Linked DNA regions of Rattus norvegicus: region 2 is linked to region 1. The links are chromatin contacts, called in public Hi-C maps. All regions are on one chromosome and are shown on one strand. Each heading gives the region's core, a stretch centred on a gene start, on an enhancer-like site or on the middle of the called end of the contact. The rest is flanking DNA. Distances are from core to core; before and after follow the strand shown.

Evidence for each region. Hi-C and Micro-C count contacts between places; a contact is called where the count stands out from the background.
Region 2: a contact with region 1 is called in a Hi-C map of the Rat2 cell line, with 1.9 times the contacts expected there. The contact joins the promoter of Mrpl44 here to the enhancer-like site in region 1. A contact is called at or near these places in 3 of 12 Hi-C or Micro-C datasets (the Rat2 cell line and kidney).

Annotation. Positions count from the first base shown.
Region 1 is chr9:88,483,563-88,486,893 of GRCr8, forward strand. It overlaps a transcript of Wdfy1 not described here. Among named protein-coding and RNA genes, the nearest start is that of Ap1s3, 27 kb to the left of the region's middle. Within about 2 kb of position 1,374, at least 11 of the 93 cell types and tissues checked have an H3K27ac peak or open chromatin away from gene starts, as enhancers often do.
Region 2 is chr9:88,553,043-88,556,394 of GRCr8, forward strand. Mrpl44 (mitochondrial ribosomal protein L44) reads left to right here and starts at 2,008. Exons shown (of 4, transcript NM_001031650.1): 1 at 2,008-2,204. The coding sequence starts at 2,026.

The DNA of each region.
Region 1 (3,331 bases), core at 124-2,623:
TTCCTGATTCCTTGCTGCTGGCGAGAGGCTGAAGATCCGGCTCCCCCATCCGGGCCAAGCATTCAGACAGGCACTTCGTGACACACCCTGGCCGTGACAGTTAGGATTATGGGAAAAGCAACAAGTCTTGCCTCAGTTACTGTTAGTCATCATACTTCAGCACAGCAACAGAAATGGAACTAAGTGGCACCCCAGACTCATCACGACTCCATCGGGAAGTGGGAGATACTCAACTCCTGGTGTTGTGCTGTCTTCCAAGCTGTGCCCTGACCTTGTCACCATCCAGGCAGAGGCAAAGAGATGTTAAAGAGGGACAACTGTGCTGTCCAGCTGCTGCATTTCCTGAATGAACCCCTGAACCACTAAAACCTCCGAAGAATCTCCTGTGAGGGAAAGTACAAAGGGCCTTCGCTCATGACAGCAAAATGACAAAGTGGCTGCCAGGAAGACTTCACACAGACCTGGATACTTCCCTGAGGATACCTTGCAGGATGAACTGGATCAGAGATGGTGGACCAGTGACAGCTAGGACCATATCTTGACCAGGACTGCTTAAATATGCATACCTCTGGGCTCTCTTGAAACCTAAACCTCATGTTAGTGTACTGAGGTTGTACTTGGGGTTAATAGACAACGCCGTCTTTTCCTTTGTGGTTTTGAGACAGGGTTGTAACAGCCCTGGCTGTCCCAGAACTCATTTCATAGACTGGGTCAGCCTCAAACTCAGAGCTCCACCTGCTCTGCCTTCTGAGTGCTGGGATTAAAGGTGTGTGCTAGCACACCTGGCTTTGATCCCTGCTTCTGTTCCCAAATGTGACCACAGTGAATAAGTTCATTCTCTTCTTTTGTGTGTCGTATCTCTTGTCTGGACTTTCACAGGTTCTGGAGAGGCTCCCCATCACTTCTTTGGCTATACACACTCTAGATCATTGCTTTTCTCCAGACACGCGAAGCTTGCTGTGAAGGCCTGGACCTCTTGCTCTATCCAGGTGTGTCTGGCCTTTTGACATCACATCATAACACTGTCGTAAACAAGTTCAGGCATGAGAAGTTTGCAATCAAGTGTTTTAAGTTAAAAAAGAAAAGAAAGAGAAACCTTAGTGTTTTAAGCACGTTTACAACTTTGTGCTTGGTTTAATTCATAGCTCCTTGGTCACATGCAGTCTGGGGACAGACCGAACACACATGTCAGCTGTTTTCTCTTCCCTGGATCGTTTTCCTTGTTTCTGGCTTTGCTCTCTCCTTTAAAATCTTTGTACATGTGTCATTCTGACCACAGTTTAACTTGGCAAGCCGCCTCCTACCACACCTCCCATCCGCCTTCCATCTCTAGAAACCTGCTCCTTCTGTTTGCTTCCTCCCGCTTATTACTTTCTGGTACACTGTACAAGTGATCTATTTGTTGAGTCACTGTTTCCCTCTGTAAGAATGTAAGCTCACCACAGCCGAGCTTTGCTTTATGCTCAAGGTTTTTTCAACAAGTGAACTGCGTGTCAACAAAGACACAGGCTTAAAAGACAAGAATCACATGTAGCAGACTGCAGAAAATTCAGTGACTCAAAGCTTTTCTCACTGCTCTAATCTCCATGCATAATTTACAAACACTGTAGAACTCCAGTGCCTCTATATTCTGTTAATATAATGTTTTGGTTATCCCATGCCTGTTGGTTCAAAACCGAAATCAATATGGTTAGAAACAAACAAAACTTGGTCTTGGGATAGTAGAGGGAAGGAGGTGAAGGAGAGAATGGCTTCAGCTGGCCCTGGTGGAAAAGCAACTGGTTTCTGCAGTGGCCCCTCACATGTGTTCTACCACTGTGGGCTACAGCTCTTCTTTCCAGACAGTTCTGCATGCTGGGAATCTAACGAGGAACTTGGAGACTGGGGCTTTACATGTCAGGACACCACGCTGCACACTGCAAAGCACACTAACACTCTTTAAAAGTCTGTTTTCTTGTCCACACTTTTGTGGGTCAGGAATCTGAGAGCAGGGTCCCACAGCAGTGCCTGTTTCTGGTGCCTCCTGACGTTCCAGATGTTGCTGGCTGCATCTACGGCAACCAAAAAGCTGGGCTGCGCTGGATGTCCAGGATGGGACACTCACAAGGCTGGATGCTTGTGCTGGCTGTCAGCTGGAGCTGTTTTCCCAGACAGATGAGAACTTCATGCCATTTTCTGACCTAGCCTCAGAATCACATGTTTTACCTTCTACCAGTTTCCCAGAGTTACCAAGGCTGGCCTGGTGAGCCACTGAAATTCACTGAAGTAGGCTCAGTTTTAGGGGGAACACAAGAGATATCACCACTTCATAGGAGGAAGGTATGAAGCTCTGTGGAAATAACTTAAGAAATACGACAGCATCCACAAGAGCATAAAACTGAGGGTGGGTTCTTACAGCCTCATGATAAGAAGCCCCTCCCCCCACCAAAGTAGACTCTGCTGTTTTAGGAAGACCAACACCTCACCATGGCCTCTGTGGCTCATCAACTTTATAGTCTGTCTTATACCTCTATCTTATACCACTTCCAGCCTTTGGTTAATGTGCCAGCAGCCTGCCAGGGAAGGGAGGTGGTGGGAGGGTGGCTGTGAGGAAATGTCCTCCCAGCAGCCCTACTCCAGGCTCACCCTGAGCGAATTCACACCACTTGCTTTTCACTTGCACACCACTTCACAGCAGCTGATTGGCACAAACTGGGCTAGCACCGATACTTTAAAGAAGATGGACTGTTGTTCTTTACTGATTAACTTAAGTGGCTAAGGCATGGCCCGTGCCAAGTGTTTCTCTCCGTCCACTCTGCACTGGCCAGGCAGTGCTCTACCGCTGACCCATATCCTCAAAGCATCAGGCAAACACCGTTGCTGTGCATGACAATATGCTCATGAGCTTATCCACAAACTCCCTAGTCATAGAGGCGGGAGGGGCTGACAAGACGGCTCAGAGAATGAAGGCAGGCACTAACGAGACCGAGGACCAGAGTTCGAACCCTAGGACCTCACATGATAGGGGGAAAACCTGCTCCTGGGGCCAAGTTTGTCCCCCCTGTCAATAAGTAAACAAACACACAAATAAAATATTTTACAAGTTAGAAAGATGATGACAAGGGCAGAGGTAAGAGATAAGAATGAGAGACCACAGCTGAAAGGAGGGGTGAGGAAAATGAAAGCATTCTTCTACTGTGGATGGGACAAGAGTTGTGAGTTGGGCTTACAGAACAGCATGATCTGAGTCATGCTGCATCAGATGTGACAGCAGACTGACAGGAGTGGGGAGACTGGTTAGAAAAACCATGGAACATGGGGACAGAAGCTGTTTGGTGGCTGGTGCTGGGAT
Region 2 (3,352 bases), core at 758-3,257, 70 kb after region 1:
TTAGGGGAAAAAAAAACCCTCACAGATGTGTCCAGCCATTTGGGTTTTAGTTAATTCCATATGTAGGCAAGTTGACAACCAAGAATAGCCAGCACACCAAATAAGCCTTTACTAGTCTTAAAGTGATTACACCGATGGAACGACAGCAAGCTGAACACAGACATTAATTCTGGGCTTCTTGTGGGGCATTAGTGGAGAAACTGCTTGAGCCATTACAGGTTATTTTTATAGCTGTTGTTGCCGAGAGCCTCTGCACATAGAGACACAGCACTTTAACTGAAGGGACTATGGCAGCATGGCTTTGGTAGGCCTGTCCTTCTCCAATCCCTCTGTCTTGTTAAACCCATTAGACTACATTCCTAAACCTGGCTGCCACATTCCTATAGCTAGTCTATTCCCTTATTTGTCCACTTCCTCTTCCTGAGACTGACCACCAAGGTCCAGCTATCTAAGTATTGGAGTCCGGCAATCATAAGCCCCCTTTGGCTCACCTAATTAAAATGCCCAATCAAAATACATCATCCACCCTAACACAGCCCTCTCTTTTTTTATTCTTAAAAATTAAACCGCAACATTTGCTACTGTTTTTCTGCCTGAGTCAGAAAGCAGCAACTTTAATTTTTCTTCTCCACTTAATAAAGTGAAAACAGGTGTTTGGGTGTGGTTTGTTCCTAATCTGGGATCTGAATGGGAACCCTCGATGTGTGTGGGTCTTCTTCCTTAACTTTATTAAACTTGTGATTACTGTTAATCCCACAGATATGAGGAGAAAGACCCCCAACTCAAATCATTATGGCCAAGTTAAATAAAGAAAGCTATTAATTAAAGCAAATCTTTAAAATTTGTGTACATTGGCTGCCTCTCAGTGAAGGTGCGGTTCAAGAGATCAGCATTAGATCTAGGGAAGATAAGAGGTTTTTTTTGTAGTCCAGAGTAGGGGGTTTCCAGATGTGGGATTTGGCAGGCAAATAGGCAGAGTTACAGACACAAAACACAAGCACAAGAAGTTGGTTGTAATAACCTCCTGAAACAAAGATGTGGTTGCAAAGTGGTCATAACAACATGTGGTCACGATAACCTTTTGAAACAAATGCATGGTTGCTATTCCTGGAACAGGCAGTACAGAACCATCTGTAGCTAAGGTGACTGGTGGGGTATAGCCTAGTCTTTGAGAAACAGAGATTTAATCATAAACAGGTACAAATGTAGTTTGTCTTTATTGTAAGATGGCTTTCAAGTCAAAGATGAGACAGGCTGGTTCATCAGTTACATCAACCAGCTTCAGATTAATTCTACCAATAAATGTTATGTTGCAGAAATGAAAATTCCCTGTGGTTTCTTGGAATCCATTTATCTGATGGTCCACGAATTTTCAATGCTTTTAATATCATTTTGATTTGTTTTAGAAAATTTGCTTCAACCAGATATCTGTTAGAAGCTCGTTTATAGCCATTCAGATTCTCCATTTTGAAAAAGCTCAAACGAGGGTGCACAATCCTAGCATAAACACCCTAACTGGGCAGTAACATGTCTTGGTCAGTATTTCAAAGCAGGTGAAAATACATTTCCTGGGCAGGAAGACAGATACTAGTCTTGTTTGGAAACCAATTACAATAACCAAAGAGAGGAAGGAAATAAATTAAAAAATAATTTAGTAACCAGAACAAGCTGTGAAAGTAGGCACACCTAAAGACCCTGGAGTCTAAACTGGGTGACCGCAGGGACATTGTTGCCTTTTTTATTAAAACGAAAACGAAACTAGTTTTTGTTTTTGCTTTAATGAGAAATAAACACAAGAGAGACTGACAGGGTCAAGCAACTGTCTCCCAATAATTTCTGCACCCATATTTATAGAATGGGCAGAAAGAAGCACTTGCGCATGCGCACTATGCTAGTCACGCACTTTCTTGGGTGTCCTGCAGCACTGAGGCCTCTTTCTGTTGCTGCACCAGTTTCCGGGCAACCGCGTTCCCACTACACCGGTCCGGCTGTCTTCCTTCCGCTCTCCATTGCCCTGTTCTTGCCATGGCTTCTGCTGTATTCCGGCTGCTGCAGCAGGGCCCTCGCCGCCTCTTGGCTCCGGCCGCCCCTACGTTGGTTCCTCCAGTTCGGGGAGTGAAGAAGGGATTCCGTGCCGCCTTCCGCTTCCAGAAGGAGCTGGAGCGATGGCGCCTGCTACGCAGCCCGCCACCGCCGGTGCGACGGTAGGCGTCTCGGGAGGGTCGAATGGTTGAGGACACTGGGCTGCAGCTGCCTGCCTGCAACTGCGGTGGGGACGTGTCCGCCACCGGCCTGGGGCAGAGGAACTGGGCGACAGAGGCCGGGCTGCCCCCTGCAGAATCTCACTAGCCGAAAATAAGTGGGATCCGACAGAGGGTAACTGCTTGTAATTGGAATTGGCCCAATTTTGTCCCTTCCTAATCTCAGGCCAATTGGGTACCTTTAAGAGAAATAGGATCGTTCATTCTACAGCGTTGCGTACCAGGGCAGAAAAATTTAGTTCTATGTAAACTGAATTTCGTGTCCACTGCCTGGAGTAAGAGGGTAAAAGTTTAGGTTTTTGATCTAATTAATCTTGTTGCCTGAGGGCTGGGGGAGGACGAATGAAAACAACCAACAAAAAACTCCACACGTTTTTATTAAGTGCATCATGCTCATATATGATCCTGCATCTTGCATATTCTGTTTACTCTGTCTTTGTGGACAAAAGTACACGAAGGTCGACTTCATTCTTACAGTTGCACTGGCATTTGACTTTCGTTAGATTGTTAGTACACATGTGAAGCAGAAACTGTCTCTAGCTAGTTATTCCTGAGCTGAAATTTTGATTGCCTTAATATTGCCCTCCAGGAGAGTATTGACCTCTGTTCACACTAACACCAGTGAGAACACACCTTCTATTACAAAGAATTGTGGCTTAATAAGCAAAACTCAGAATCATGTCTTAATTTTCATTCCCTTGCCCAGTAGACAGGTGGGTATTTTAAGATTCATGAATTAAAATTGGGAAAAACTGTAGAAAACAAATTTAGATTTTCAACTTAGATCTCTCTACGTTTCTTCTCTCTCTTTAAAGAGTTTTGTTTTGGCTATATTTTTCTCTAGGAAAAGATGTTTTAATTCTTGTCTGTGTGTGACTGTGTAGTGTACCTGCACACACCAGGCCTTTGTGTCTGCTAGATAGGCACTCTACCGCTGAATTACAACAGCCTCAACTCTCACCCATGGTTATGAACTTTTAAAACACTTAGAATACTGATACTAGCTTATGTAACTGGAAATTCAAGTGGACATTTCTGAGATTTAAATAAATAGGATATAAGCTAAATAGAATTACTTTTAGTTTGTGGCC